Linked DNA regions of Triticum aestivum: region 1 is linked to region 2. Evidence: chromatin contacts called from public Hi-C data. All regions are on one chromosome and are shown on one strand. Each heading gives the region's core, a stretch centred on a gene start, on an enhancer-like site or on the middle of the called end of the contact. The rest is flanking DNA. Distances are from core to core; before and after follow the strand shown.

What was found. A called contact is a pair of places that touch in the nucleus more often than the background predicts.
Region 1: a Hi-C map of leaf shows a contact between it and region 2, with 6 times the contacts expected there. The contact joins two enhancer-like sites. A contact is called at or near these places in 2 of 5 Hi-C or Micro-C datasets (both in leaf).

What each region holds. Positions count from the first base shown.
Region 1 is chr1B:613,314,249-613,317,227 of IWGSC CS RefSeq v2.1, forward strand. No RefSeq gene overlaps it. Among protein-coding and RNA genes, the nearest start is that of LOC123097144, 120 kb to the right of the region's middle. Within about 2 kb of position 1,418, at least 1 of the 8 cell types and tissues checked has an H3K27ac peak or open chromatin away from gene starts, as enhancers often do. A contact at or near this core is called in leaf, where this site is marked.
Region 2 is chr1B:613,119,682-613,122,546 of IWGSC CS RefSeq v2.1, forward strand. No RefSeq gene overlaps it. Among protein-coding and RNA genes, the nearest start is that of LOC123097137, 7.1 kb to the left of the region's middle. Within about 2 kb of position 1,525, at least 2 of the 8 cell types and tissues checked have an H3K27ac peak or open chromatin away from gene starts, as enhancers often do. A contact at or near this core is called in leaf, where this site is marked.

The DNA.
Region 1 (2,979 bases), core at 168-2,667, 190 kb after region 2:
CGTGGCCCGCGCCGGACGGCGCCGACGCCGACCCTGGCCACCCCCTCTCGCATATTCTTGGAGCTGTGGCAAATATCACATAATCCATATTGTTATGCTCTAGCGTGTGTGTGTGTGTGAAATAGATGAATCATGGTCCCGTACCCAATAAAATGGATATATGTGTATGTGTGTTAGAGAGAGAGGGAGGGAGAGGGGGAGAGAGAGTGAGGAAGAGGGAGGGAGAGAGTGTGTGTGAGGATATGATGGTAAAAAAGATCGCCAATGTCACTTGATATGTATGAAAATATTAATATTGAACTCTTAAAGTTAATGTTGCCCCGTTGCAACGCACGGGCGTTCTTCTAGTTATTACAAAGTGCCAATTATTATGAGTCTAGGTGCATGCAGCCAGGCACGGAGGCACGTGTAAAGCAGCTCGGATAATTTGGTTCTTGGGGAAAAGCAGCTCCGGCCGATAATTGACAGGAGTATTATTTGCGACTTGTGTTAGATAGCTGTCAGCTCGTTCCGCTTTTCTTACCAGATGCTTGCGATCCACACAGGTACGTGCTTCCTTACGTGGGTAGCAAGAAACTAGATATATACTCCTCAACTCAATCATCAGCTAGCAGCTCGGTTGGGAAGAGCAACAAGTGATCCTCTCGGCGCTGCACTCCGACATCTGTTGCCATGATCGATAGACATGGCGCGGCACGATGAGGATCGATCGATGGAGTGGTAAAATGACAACCACCTGTCTCGATTATCGATGACCGCTGGTAAAAAGAGGAGGATGCCGGGCCATGGGTCGTTTTCGTTTTCACCGGTCGATGGCTACGTGCTATCCTCCTCGCGGCCTCCTCCCGTTGGTCCACCTCGCCGGGCCAACTTTCGCGCCATCTTCTTCTCCCTGCGGGGATCCATGTGTACCTTCCGTAACCGTAGCTAGCTGGAGCCTGGAGTACGTCCTGCCCGAGAGTACGCGAGTGATGCTGGGGCGAACAGATAGAAAAGTTGCCGGCGATCTGCACCGTGGGGTTGAGGTCGACTGTCCCCGACAGTTGCTGGAATAATAAGTTAAGGTTCTTCTGATTTCTCGGCGTCGGCCGGGAACCCACCAGAGGCGCCTTCAGTACGGCAATGACGGACTTGGCCGGCCGGCGCATCGGCGCCGCTCACGATCTGCGTGCGTCTCCAGAGCTGGTCGATGCCTTTGGAGGTGGCCGTTTGAGGATGCACCCATTGCATCACCAAACGAATCTTCTCTGGCGGCGAGCCAAACTAGATGCAGAGCTTGGCTCCGGGGGAAGGTCCCGCCGTGCAGCGTGGCGACCACCTCGCGGCGAACGCGATTTCCCTATTTTTGCCGATACGGGCGGGATTGATTTTATGTTTTAAGGGTACGAGATTGACTGTACGGGCTGGACAAGGTGGCGAAAGAGACGGGCTCGGCCCATCTACACCGAAGCTGCGGCTGAGATAAGAGGACGACTTTTTAGTCCCATCTTTCCCTAAAAAGACAAATTTAGTCCCACCTCGCTAATTTTCAACGCCCAAACCCAGAATAAATAACAACGGACTGCGCCCTGTCTCGCCGAGCTCAAATGGCGAGAGCATGCAGTGGAGCTAGCTGGGCCGGGTGAGCGCGGCCGGCCGTTTAAATCAAACCAAGCACACCCAGTGTGGGGCAGCTGGCACAGAACCGGACTCCCCTCCAGTGGTGCTAGCTGGGCCATTTTAGGATCGCGCTAGGAAGACGCATCACACGTCTCTAATGTAAACAGATGACGTGATTGCATGCAGGAATCTTTTTTAATTTTCAGTTTTTAAAATGTTTTATCTCTTAAACGAAAAATCCGATTGAAAATCCATTTTCACCATTAAATCCCTCGCGATGAGATTTTCGAAACTAGATCCCATGTTGATATGTTTTGATGAAATTTTTTTTGGATTAAAAGTTGCCATGTCTATTGCATATGAATTGCCATGATGTTTACACTGAAGTTGCCATGATATGTTTCAGCTATTTTCTTCTACATTTAAAAGTAAATTTTGACATTTATAAAACGGGGGATTAAGAAACTAGACTTGCCATGAATCATAAACTAAAATTGCCATGATACATGCACGTAAAATTGCCATGGTTCATACAAAAAATAATTTTCATGGTCAAAATACTGGAGTTGCCATCATTAAAATACTAAAATTGCCATGATCTACAAACTAAAATTGCCACATGGCAACTTTAGTTTAAGCCCTATGGCAACTGCAGTGTAAACATCGTGGCAACTTCTGGCAAAAAAAATTTCGTCGAAACATATCAACATGGAGTCTGGTTTTGAAGATCTCGTCGAGACGGATTTAATGATGAAAACGAATTTTTAGTTCGCTTTTTTATTTAGGAGATACAACATTTTTAAGCCGAAAACCCAAAAAAATTCTGCTGATGTCATCTATTCATACGTGGCAAAATGAGTGGTGATGGAGGCGTGTGGGCGATGTGCAAACGCCCACACGTGTAGGCGTTAACATTTCCGATATTTTAGTCCAAACTTTTCATTTCTGCATTATTTTTCTTAGAAAAATATCTTATTTTTCTGATATGTTTATTTTATCTTGGTTTTACCAGTAAAAATTATTATTAAAGAGGATAGGATATTCATACCATATATTGTTTGCGATAAATTAGTTAGAAACACTCTAAATCACGACGTATCTTCTGCGCGTTAGTTATTGTTCATGTACCAGAAAATGAAATTACTCTCAGTCAAATCTTATACCATTCATTAGTGTTGCTTTGTGATCCATGCTCGTGCCCCTTTTGTGATCGTATTTGGCTGACGTTTGTTGTGTTTTCAGTCGATTTTGTGACCCGGTTGTTTCAGTAGTTGGGCCGTCTTAATGCCTGTTCACTATTAAAAAAATAACTAATAGGTGAAAAATTAATGGTAGTGAGGGTTAATATACAGCACTACTGCTAAATTGCAGAAGCGGGAG
Region 2 (2,865 bases), core at 275-2,774:
TGGATGATATTATTCTCGTCAGCTCCTCTCAGTTGGCTGCTACTGCTCTTGTTCGCTCTCTTGGTGCCGATTTTGCGGTCAAGGACCTTGGGAGGCTTCACTACTTTTTTGGTGTGGAGGTTACTTTCCGGGGGGATGGTCTTGTTATGACATAGAAGAAGTACTCCTTGGATTTGTTGCAGCGGGCTGGGATGCTTAAGTGCAAACCAACAACTACACCGATGTCTATCACTGACAGGATTACTGCTGTTGATGGTGAGCTTCTGTCTTCTGCTGATGCGACGGAGTATCGAAGTATTGTTGGTGGTCTTCAGTACTTGACGATCACACGGCCGGACATTTCTTTTGCTATCAACCGAGTTTGCCAGTATCTGCAGTCACCCCGTGACACTCATTGGTCTGCTGTTAAGCGCATCTTGCGCTACATTCGCTTCACGGTGTCTCATGGCTTGCATGTTCGTCCGACCTCCTCGGGTTGTCTCTCGGCATATTCTGATGCGGATTGGGCTGGCAATCCAGATGACAGGCGATCTACGGGGGGCTATGCGGTGTTCTTTGGCTCTAATCTGATCGCCTGGAGTGCTTGAAAACAGGCTACTGTCTCACGTAGCAGTACCAAAGCTAAGTATAAGGCTGTGGCCAATGCTACTGTGGAGATTATCTGGGTACAGTCTTTGCTTCGGGAATTGCGTATATCCCAATCACAGTCTCCTGTTCTTTGGTGTGATAACATCGGTGCTACACACCTCTCTGCGAATCCGGTATTCCATGCCCGAACGAAACACATTGAAGTTGACTATCACTTTGTGCGTGAACATGTGTCTCAGAAGCAACTACAGATCAGGTTCATCTCTTCCAAGGATCAACTTGCAGACATCTTCACCAAGCCGTTGCCTCTACCATAGTTCAAGACTTGTCAGCGCATACTTTGTTGTTCGATACTTTGTTGGTTAGATTGGTAGGAATCTAGGAGAGTGGTTGGATTCCCGGTTCACCCGAGACCACACCAAGCATGAAAGCCTACGCGTCTCTCTATAAAACGTCAAATATTCTTTCCATGGGTAGTGATGTTTCCCATGATAGCGAGACGCATGTATAACTTCATTAACTTTAAAGCTTCATAACTTGCGCTCTTCTGAAGCAGTGAGTGCGTGTGATGATGGTGTGTGTGCGTTTGATAGGGGAGTTGGTGTTTCTCAAAAAGAAAAAAAAATAGGTGTCTAGTCGAGACTTGAGAGCATTCTCAGCGTCTAGACACAGGTTCCTGAGTTTGTTCACTGCCAGACGTAATTTTCTTGCATCGCCCCTTCTACGTGGAAGAGTCGCTAGCCCGGACGACACGCTGCCAGCCGGCCGTTGTGCAGCTAGCACCAGAGGAGTATTCTGTTTGCTACTGAGATGTGATTGATCGTCCCGGCCGGAACCGGAACAGATGGATCACTTCACTCGTGACTCGTGTATGTTCCGTAGCTGTCACCTCGTACCGATTTCCCTATCAAACACCTGCGGTCCACACACGTACGTGCGTGGTTCCTTACGTGTGTAGCAAGAAGCTAAGCTAGAGAGCATCCAATCATCACCTAGCAGCTCGGGTCCATCGGCGAGGGAAATCCGCTGGTAAGTGATGATCTTCTAAAAATATCCGTTGGTAGACATGGCTCGCGCGCGGCGACCAAAGACCGATCCGGTGAGGATGGATCGACGGATGGAGTAGTCAAACGACAAGCTCGACACTATCGACAGGAGATAATTTGTATCGCACCCCGGCCGGGACATGGGTCGTTTTCGTGTCACCGGTGGATGGCTACGTGTTATCCTCCTCACGGCGCCTTCCCGTTGGTCCAGCTAGCTCGCCGGGCGCGGGAACACGGCTCCTAAGACGGGCATCTTCTTCTCCCTGCCGGTCGGGACGATCGTGTGTAGCTTCCGTATCCGCACCTAGCAAGCATCCCAACCTAGAATACCCACGTATACGTCTGTGTCTGCCATGAACACCAAGGTGCTTGCTCGAAGACAAAAAGCAAAAAGCGAGGGAGACAAGAGATACATGCTGGAGTAGTTGCTAGCGTACGCGTAGTACGTACGTCGTGGCGTGTTGTGTCGCCACCGGTACGCGTCGCTTCTCGGCACCAACCAGAAGCACGCACAAACGCACACGCACACTCGAGTGAAAAGCAGAAAACCTCCTGGGTGTAGAATGGTACTTTCGCCATATTTAAGACTTCATCTGGGGAAAACTACCAGATCACTGATTTTTTGCAAAATTCACCGCGGATTCAGTTAACCGTTTGCAGATAGCACTGAACAGGTGATTTGTAGTGTTTGAGGGCGTTTCCGACATGTGAGGCCCAAAATCGACGACATGGCGTAACAGAGGCGCTAACGGCGCCGTTCGCTTAAGACAACGCGGCCGGCTCACATCGGATAGACCAACTGCGCCCTAAGTAGATCCCGCTCGCTCTCTCTTCTCTCACGCTCGTTCGCTCCCTCTTGCTCCTCTCCTCTCCGGCCGCCGCCGGCCGCCATGGTGTCTTGGAGCGATAGCGAGAGCACTGAGGGATCCGCCGCGCAGTACATCTCCTTCTCCGACTCCCCTCTCAAGGCCAGTTCCTTCTCTGGTTCTCTGTTTGTCTCGCTGCCGCTCATTTGTGCTCTAGGGTTCTACTAGTTCTGCTCGATTTGAACAAGTTTATGTTGGATTGCCCAGAACCCAACTACAATTGCTGACCAGTTGTTCGAGGGTGTTGCTGATGACTTGATGGTGATGTGCGTGCATGGGAATCCAGGGAGAAAATGTGTTGCATTTGAGGGGATAAGCACTGGGAGGAGGTTCATTGCCTGTGCCACTGAAATAAGTATGAAGTT